3 separate regions of the Sus scrofa genome follow, and regions 1 and 3 are each linked to region 2. Evidence: chromatin contacts called from public HiChIP or PLAC-seq data. All regions are on one chromosome and are shown on one strand. Each heading gives the region's core, a stretch centred on a gene start, on an enhancer-like site or on the middle of the called end of the contact. The rest is flanking DNA. Distances are from core to core; before and after follow the strand shown. Region 1 has its middle 170 kb from the start of EGLN3. Region 2 holds the start of EGLN3 (egl nine homolog 3). Region 3 has its middle 150 kb from the start of EGLN3.

Region 1 (2,700 bases), core at 56-2,555, 170 kb before region 2:
GTGGTGGCTGCACTGAGCCAGCTCTCCCTTAGCTCTGATGAGCAGGCTGCCTGCTGCATCCCGTGCATTTGCCACCTAGTAACCTTGTTGGAGCATTTGCGATCTGCTGGAAGCATGGGCTAGAGGAGAAATCAGCATGCTCAGTTCAGATTAAGATTCTCTGGACTGCCCTGCCTCTGGGTTGGTAGCTAAGTGCATAGTTGAATTGTCTGCTCCCACAGGCATGGTCAATGGTCAATGCTGCCTTTTTTTTTTTTGGTCTGCTTCTGGGTTGTCCACCAGAGACTTTATCCCTGGAGTGGTGCTCTCAGACCTAGCCAGGCAAGACAGGGCTGCCATCACCATTGTGGGGTGACTGATGGCTCCCGGGGAGCTGGGCTTCCCTTCTGCCCTGAGGCCTGGCTGTGAAAGAAAGCAGATGAAAAAATGGTAGCAATAAAGAAGGCTGCTCCTGGTAGACAACGCCTATTTGTTTCCAGGATGATAAGGCTTGGGGCCTCAGACGGCAGAGTCTGGAATCTGAGCAATCTGGTTCTCTTTCCAGCTTCTGGAACCCTCCTGTGACATGGCTGCTCCCCTGTGCCTCCAATTTACCCTTAGGATCTTGCCCTTCAGAGGTCTGGTCATGATTTGCGGGTCGAGACTGGCTTGTATAATGGAGAGCGGGTCGGATGTGGGGGAGACCACAGTGGCTGCAGGTAAATATTTCACAGCATCACTGGACCGAGAGGCTCAGTGAAGGCACTTTAGTACTTAACCTCCTTGGGCCTCTTTTTGTGAAATGAAGGCCACCTGAACCAACTTTGGGGCGTGTCCTGAGACTAAGAAAATCCCTGGAGAAAAAGCTAAGGAAAAATCAGGTGGGCTATTTATTGTGTTAACAGAACAGTGATGCTTATCAGATATCGGATGCCCTGGTTTGAGGGCCTGGTTGGGGGCGCTCATCCTCAGGTGGAGCGTTTCCCTTCCTGCCTCTCCTCCTCCCTCCCATCCTGGCCCCTTCGCCGCAGGCCGGTTGGTTCTAAGGAATGGTTGCCCTTAGACCAGCGTAGGAGCAGGAACTTCAGGGAGACAGCCCTTCAGGCTGCCTGGGCTGCTCCGGGAATGCAGCGGCTTCTCCTTGGGCGGCGAATCCTCTCAGAGCCCAAGGAAGGGCTGCCCTCATCCGCCTCACCCAGGCTGACCTGGAAAAACTGTCCCCACAAATCAGGCCCTGCGTCTTAGTTCTGCGCTTTCTATAAGGTACCAGGCCTCCTGAGAGGGCGGGGCCACCGCTCACGTGACGATAGGGGTGGTACGACGTACAGCCAATCAACTTACAGTGTCCAACATTCCACCTCTAGAGCATGACGGCCAAACAAAGCCATTCCGGTTCCACTGCAGTCTTTACGGGAAAATTTTCAGTCTGCCACCAGAGGGTGCCCACAGAGCTCTCTGAAAATGACCCAAACCTGCAGAATTAGAGAAAAAATTTCCAGTACTTCTAAGACCAAGACAAAGTACAGCTCCCAAACACAGGACTGGGAGAGATGCACGGGTTCAGCTAATGACCTGTGAGTTTTCAGGGGCAGAAGAGCCAGGGTGGGAGTGATAGAAATTACCTGAGTTTTAGTTAAACAAGTTGCATCTTGATTTTAAATTGGCAATTGCAAATAGCACTTTGGGGATTGGCTTCAGGCGCATTTTCATTCCCTGGCAAAACTCCCTTCCCCACACTTTCTTTCCCCAGCCTGTGTACAAAGGAAATGCAAATACATGTAAATATTGGCCTAAGCCACAGGCTTCTTGGAAGGTAAGGCTGCTGCTTAAAAAAAAAAAATCCTGTAATGCAAGTGAAAAGACAGAGATTTTCTGAGCTGCTGCTCTTGAGGCCTTAGGAATAATAAAAAAAAAAAAAATGGAGAAGCCATGGATCTCTGAAGAGCTGGCCTGGTGTGTAGCGTGCTGGACTGAGTGGAGGAGAGGGGCAGGTTCCTCCCTGACCCCAGCAGGGCTGGCAGGCAGGCTGTCTGGCCTCCCTGCCTCTCCAGGGCCTGGCGCAATGATTGACATACAGTAGGTGACTGTTGAGCTTTGCTGAATGAGTGAATGAATGAATGAATGAGAGGTGAGCCAGAGTGGGTGGGACACTTGCCAGGGCCCCCTGGAAGCTTTCACCAGGATGAATTGGGGAAAGGCTGAGTGCGGTGGAAGGGGAATTTTCTGGGGAGGAGAGGTGCCATTTCTGATGTAGGCTGCCCCTGGCTCAGGCCTTTTCTGTGAATGTCCAGGCCTCCAGATGATATGTTTTGACTTTGCTCTAATGCTGGTTAGGACTGCCCAGTGGTCCCATTCATTCACAGGAACCACTCATTCCCAGTTATTGGATACCTGCTGGGGATCCTGGCAGTTATCCCCTGCCCCCACACAGGGGACCCCAGCCTTCTTTTGCTCTGGCTTTCTGGAAATCAGCCAGCAAGGAACCAGGCAGTACCAGTTGCTGGGCAATTGGGCCATTCATTTCTCTGGACAAATGCAGGATTGTGTGTGTGTGTTTGTGTATTCGACAGTGAGTATGGATTGCAGTAATGCCTTGGGTGTGTGTGGGGGGGGGTTGTGGTCTGCCATTTACATAGCCCTTTGACAGCACCCAGGGCTGCCTCTTGCTGATACATGCTTGGAAGAAAAGAGATCATGGACATTTACATTTAGAAGTGGCTC
Region 2 (2,700 bases), core at 111-2,610:
AACTTCTTAAACAAATATTAACTATACTTTTAATTTATCTATTTTTCCTTTTTTTTTTTTTTAATGGCTACACCTGCAGCATATGGCAGTTCCCAGGCTAGGGGCTGAATCAGCTGCAGCTGCTGGCCTACACCACAGCCACAGCAATGCCAGATCTACACTGCAATGCAGGATCCCCAACTCACTGAGTGAGGCCAGGGCTCAAACCCACATCCTCATGGACATTATGTAGTGTTCGGAACCCTCTGAGCCACAACAGGAACTCCTATTCAGTTTATTTAAACTAAAAGAGAAAACAAAAACAGCTCAACCTTTTTTTTGTTTTGGTTCAACTTTATATAAGACCTTATGTGATGTAACTTACATAACAACTTAATGTGAAAACTGTGCATTCTTTTGTTCAACTTAAATGAAGAACCCACGTGCAAACTAACGTAAAACATAGACATAGCTTTGCACACAATTTACGACTCTTTTTTTCCTGATTCTGTCCTCTGGTGTTCAGTAGAAAAGGGAATTTTAAAAGTCCATAAATCGGCTTACCTTTGTGATAACTAAGGAGTCGTCTCAGTAGTGGCCCTCTCTCCCACATAAATGCGGTTTTCTGTGGGAAAAGTCAGGTGAAAAATCTAGAATATTATCCTTTGGGGGAACATAATTATGTTGGCTATTACATGAGCATGTGGATAATTTTGAAGGCTGACTTTCAGAACATCGTATTTTAGTAAGAAGCCTGAAAGGTAGGTAAGTAGATGAAAACATCCAGCAAAGCAAAATACAGTATTTTCAGGGTTCCAGGAGATAACGACCCAGTATTTCTTCACTGTTCACACCCTCCTTCGTTGAGCGCATAAGACCTTGAATACAGCAGGGGTCAGGGAGCTGCTTGTTAATTTTAGTTAAAATTGGATTCTTCCCTGTCTCTCAATGGCTTGAAGCTGCCGACCTGGGTCAAAACAGCAGAGGAAAGGGGAATAAGGTAGCAGGTAAACCTAGCACGAGATCGTTGCTAAAATATTTGCTCCTGGATTTATTATTTTAATCAAAAGCCTGTGAGCCTAGACTATGCTGTTAATTTCATTTACATTTTAAGAGTTGGAAAGCAGCTTTTCAAGTTTGTTTTGGGAATTTATGTAAAACAATATGCAAATCGATAGCATTCTAAAAATGCCTTTGGTTCTCCAGGCCCTCTTCGGGTCACAAACAAGCGAGGCGGGCGCCGGGCTCGCCGGCCGGGTTTCTTGGGCCAGGGGTAAACCCGGCGGGGTGGCGGGCGGGGAGGAAGGGCTGTCCCGGAGGCGGTCCCGAGGCGGAGCCTGGGCGGGGTCCGTGACGCTAGGAGTCGGCAGGCTCAGGGGCTGGACCTCAGCCTCTCCTCCCCGCCTGGGGCCGCCGACGCACCAGTGGTGGCTCTGCGCTTCCAAAAGGGGCCCTCCGCCTGCTCACTGGGCCAGACTGGCGCTGAGTCGTGAAACCCTACACAGCTCTCGCCGGTCCCTGAACAGGATCACTCCTTCCCAGAGTTACGAACAACTTTCCCCTCTCCCTGGCGCCGCGGCGGCTCGGGTACCTTGGCCGTCGCAGGTAGCTGAACCCCAGGCCACGCTCCCCGCGCCTGGGCTGAGCATACACTCAGGTCGCTCCCTCTCTGGGTGCACGCTGGGGGTCCCTGACCTCGGCTCTGTGGGCACGATGCCCCTAGGACACATCATGAGGCTGGATCTGGAGAAAATCGCCCTGGAGTATATCGTGCCCTGTCTGCACGAGGTCGGCTTCTGCTACCTGGACAACTTCTTGGGCGAGGTGGTGGGCGATTGTGTCCTGGAGCGCGTCAAGCAGCTGCACTGCACCGGGGCCCTGCGGGACGGCCAGCTGGCCGGGCCCCGCGCGGGCGTTTCCAAGCGGCACCTGCGGGGCGACCAGATCACGTGGATCGGAGGCAACGAGGAAGGCTGCGAGGCCATCAGCTTCCTCCTGTCCCTCCTCGACAGGCTGGTCCTGTACTGCGGGAGCCGGCTGGGCAAATACTACGTCAAGGAAAGGTCCAAGGTAGGACGTGCGCGGACGCTCGGCTGCTGCAGCCCGCGGGGACCGGGGACGTTCGGAGTGCGCTGATTGTTGCCTTCACAGGGCAGCAAGCGAACCTTAGTTTTTTAACCAAGAAGCAAGAAGCCTGCCTCGTCCCCCAACCCCCTTCCCATGTTTGGACAGGTTATAAGAAACATTATGTATGATCCGAGGCACACCTGAAACTCTTGACCTTAAATGTTTACTTTCAAGTCACCTCATATTGCCCTTCAGGCCTTCCCTGTGTGGAGGAGATTCCGACATAAGCACTTTTAAATAATTCTAGAGACAGTGTGATTTCACGATGTGGCATTTGGTTTGCGGGATTTGGCAGATGTGAGAAGAATTTGACTTGTGAAGGAGTAAGGCTCATCTACACTTTTGAGTGCTGCCTTTGGCTTGTTGCCCCCGGGACACTATTAGATCACCCACTTGATGTAAAAATGCTCTCCTGGTGCTGAGCCCAGGCCACCACTTGCCTTTCCTAACTATCAATTGCTGGGGAAATCCATCAGAACAACCAGTTAAGTGATCCAGAGAGGGTAGTCAAGTACCTCTGGAAAGAAACCATGTTTTTGTTCACATGGCCACAAGTTGCTCTCTGGGTAGTAATTTATCCTGGAAGCATTTACA
Region 3 (2,700 bases), core at 57-2,556, 150 kb before region 2:
ATTTGAAGTTGTAAGTCCCAGCAGAGGCCTGCCTTCCAACTTGGTGAAGGAAGCAGTGAAAGTGGAGGTTTGAAGATGCATCTTTAGCAGCTGGAACAGGCTGCCTGGAGTGATAGCAGAAGGAAAAAGGGAGCAAGTAAACATGTCTGCTGCTCTTATTTCAGTGGAGGAAAAACTGCAAGGTATTGGGAGTAACTTCACGGGCTTGATGCTTTTATCAATTTTTTTCTGAGTTGAGATAATTGTCTCCTACATGTTTACCTAGAACCTCTGTGATCTTGTTCTGAATGGCTTTAATCTATTCTTAAAGGGTTTCCAAACGTGACTAAGATAATTCTTTCATTCTTTTGCTCTTTCTGTTTAAAAATTAAAGAGCTTACAGTAATAGAGATCTCTAACCAATATAGCCTAGAGGATCACCTACAAATGCTCTCTGAATAGAAAAAAATTTAAACCTGATTCAAATATAGTTCACCACATTTAAAACCTCTCCTTAGTTTCTGTTTAAAATCTGGTGATTTAAGTGTGGAGTTCTTGTTTCTTCATTGTATTGCTGGACGTATGTTAGATATAATGTATAAGACTCTCAACAGGATATCATATAGCCAGTATTTTTTATTGTACTAAATTTCAGGGCTAATTTAAGTTTAAACTCTTTATTTTAGAAAATCAGTAACAGCAACTAATTAGCACATCTCATTCTGGATGTATTTGCCAACCAATTTCAGAGACTCATTTGCCTGTTAAGAGATCTTATTGAACACCAGCACCACAGACTCTCCTTTTTTTTCCTAGTAAACAGCTCATGCTTATTATCTTATTACAGGAATGCCACTGGTTAAATCAGCCTGTGAATATAAATAGCCATATTACTGCCATCAGGCATCAATGTTTATTTAGTGGCTGTGAGTCATGCATACCTCTTTGATCGGGTTTGGAATGAGCCGTTGCAGTTTTTGTTCAAAAAGGTTATTTGCAAAGGCTACAGAAGTATCAGTTAGATTAAACATGAAATTAATCAGTGTGGAATTTTATCAGCCATTTCTGCCACCAAACACCAGGTGTCAAGAGCATGTGCAAATGAAGGCTTAAACATAATGAAGCTGGGGGACAGCTTAGTGGGGAGATCAGAAAGGATTTCGAGAGGTCTATCATGCTGAGGGAGGAAAGTTGGAGTGATGGAGAGAGGAAGGGAAAGAGGAAGGAAGAAGCGGGTGGGAAGGAGGGAAGGAAGGGAACACTGAAGGCCTAGTGAATCGTCTTGCACTCCCTGGCAGTTTCACATGGTATATCTCTTAGCCCAGTATATGGAATGTTAAGTCAGGTGACCTGAGTTAGCCTGAGCTCTGCTCTGCCCAGTGATCTTTGGAAAACTACTTAATGCATACACACATTTTATAGCATACATGCATTACAAAGTATACATATATAATAAACTTGCACAAAAGCAGAGGAAAACACATTTTCCACTTCAACATTTCTTTAGGTGAAAAATATCAGAGAGAGAGAGAGAGACCCGAGAGAGCTGTTATATGGTTTCAGCTGATGAAACTATGTTGGTGGAAGAGATGTGGCCCTTTAATTGGAGGACTCACTTAAACTGAGTCTGTTCATTTATTCAACATTTAGTGGATACTCCAGGTTGTCAGGCATATATATTAAGAGAGGCCTGTGAATATTATAACATACCATGTTTAGTACTGTGATGATTGCCACTATAAATTCCTGGTGACCTCATTCTCAACCCAGGCCTCATCACTGCTCAGCAATTCTATGGCATTTCACTGGGTGGTTCTCCCAGTGCCTATTTCTAACATTCCCCACTATCTTCAAGGTTCTGACTCCCATATTTCAGTTCTTCTTACTCTCAGTAGATGATCTAACCTTCCCTGAAGTGAAAATAAATTGACCTACATTCGCATTCATCCTCTCCTTCTACCTCATTCTCATCACAGGGAATATCTTTCCTCTTAGACAATTGTTCTACCTGTGATTTGGATCTCATTTCTTCTCAAAGTCCTTTTCCCATCCAGAATCTTTCATTCTTTACTGTCAATTAGTTCTTTCTCATCTGCAGATAAAAATGCTTAGTCTTTTCAAATTAAGAAAAAAAAAATCCTCCTTTGAAGAACTACAAAGAACAACTGGAAGACAAGTTTTAAAATGGCAATAAGTACATACCCATCAATAATTACTTTAAGTGTTAATAGATTAATGGTCCAATTAAAAGAGTTAGAGTGGCAGATTGAATAAAAAACATTAACCTACAATCAGCTGCTTACAAGAGATGTCAGGGTGAAAGGTCTACACAGACTGAAAGTGAGGGAATGGAAAAAGATATTTCATGCATGTGGAAACAACAAGAAAGCAGGAGTAGCAATATTCATATCAGACAAGATAGACTTAAAAACAAAGGCCATAAAGAGAGACAAATGAGGACATTATATAAAGATACAGGTATCAATATAAGAGGAAGGTATTGCAGTTGTTAACATATATGCACCCAATATAGGAACACCTAAATATATGAAACAAATGCTGATAGACGTAAAGAGAGAAATCAACAGGAATACAATAATAGTAGGAGATTTTAACACACCAATGATAGCGATGGACAGATCATCCAGGCAGAAAAATCAGTATGAGAGCTCCTTAATGAGACAATAGACCAGTTGGACTTAATTGATGTCTATAGGACAC

What was found. HiChIP or PLAC-seq counts read pairs in DNA pulled down with a chosen protein or histone mark.
Region 1: an H3K27ac HiChIP or PLAC-seq map of alveolar macrophages shows a contact between it and region 2. The contact joins the enhancer-like site here to the promoter of EGLN3 in region 2. A contact is called at or near these places in 5 of 5 promoter capture datasets (fetal liver, fetal skeletal muscle, liver and 1 more), 28 of 47 Hi-C or Micro-C datasets (alveolar macrophages, blood, brain and 13 more) and 2 of 2 datasets of contacts at active chromatin or transcription factors (alveolar macrophages and skeletal muscle).
Region 3: an H3K27ac HiChIP or PLAC-seq map of skeletal muscle shows a contact between it and region 2. The contact joins the enhancer-like site here to the promoter of EGLN3 in region 2. A contact is called at or near these places in 2 of 5 promoter capture datasets (fetal liver and fetal skeletal muscle), 9 of 47 Hi-C or Micro-C datasets (embryonic fibroblasts, fetal heart ventricle, fetal liver and 3 more) and 2 of 2 datasets of contacts at active chromatin or transcription factors (alveolar macrophages and skeletal muscle).

The regions. Positions count from the first base shown.
Region 1 is chr7:65,634,631-65,637,330 of Sscrofa11.1, forward strand. No RefSeq gene overlaps it. Among named protein-coding and RNA genes, the nearest start is that of EGLN3, 170 kb to the right of the region's middle. Within about 2 kb of position 1,306, at least 36 of the 83 cell types and tissues checked have an H3K27ac peak or open chromatin away from gene starts, as enhancers often do. A contact at or near this core is called in alveolar macrophages, brain, epiblast stem cells and 2 more, where this site is marked.
Region 2 is chr7:65,804,153-65,806,852 of Sscrofa11.1, forward strand. EGLN3 (egl nine homolog 3) reads left to right here and starts at 1,361. Exons shown (of 5, transcript XM_001928507.6): 1 at 1,361-2,049. The coding sequence starts at 1,693.
Region 3 is chr7:65,653,070-65,655,769 of Sscrofa11.1, forward strand. No RefSeq gene overlaps it. Among named protein-coding and RNA genes, the nearest start is that of EGLN3, 150 kb to the right of the region's middle. Within about 2 kb of position 1,307, at least 8 of the 83 cell types and tissues checked have an H3K27ac peak or open chromatin away from gene starts, as enhancers often do. A contact at or near this core is called in embryonic fibroblasts and skeletal muscle, where this site is marked.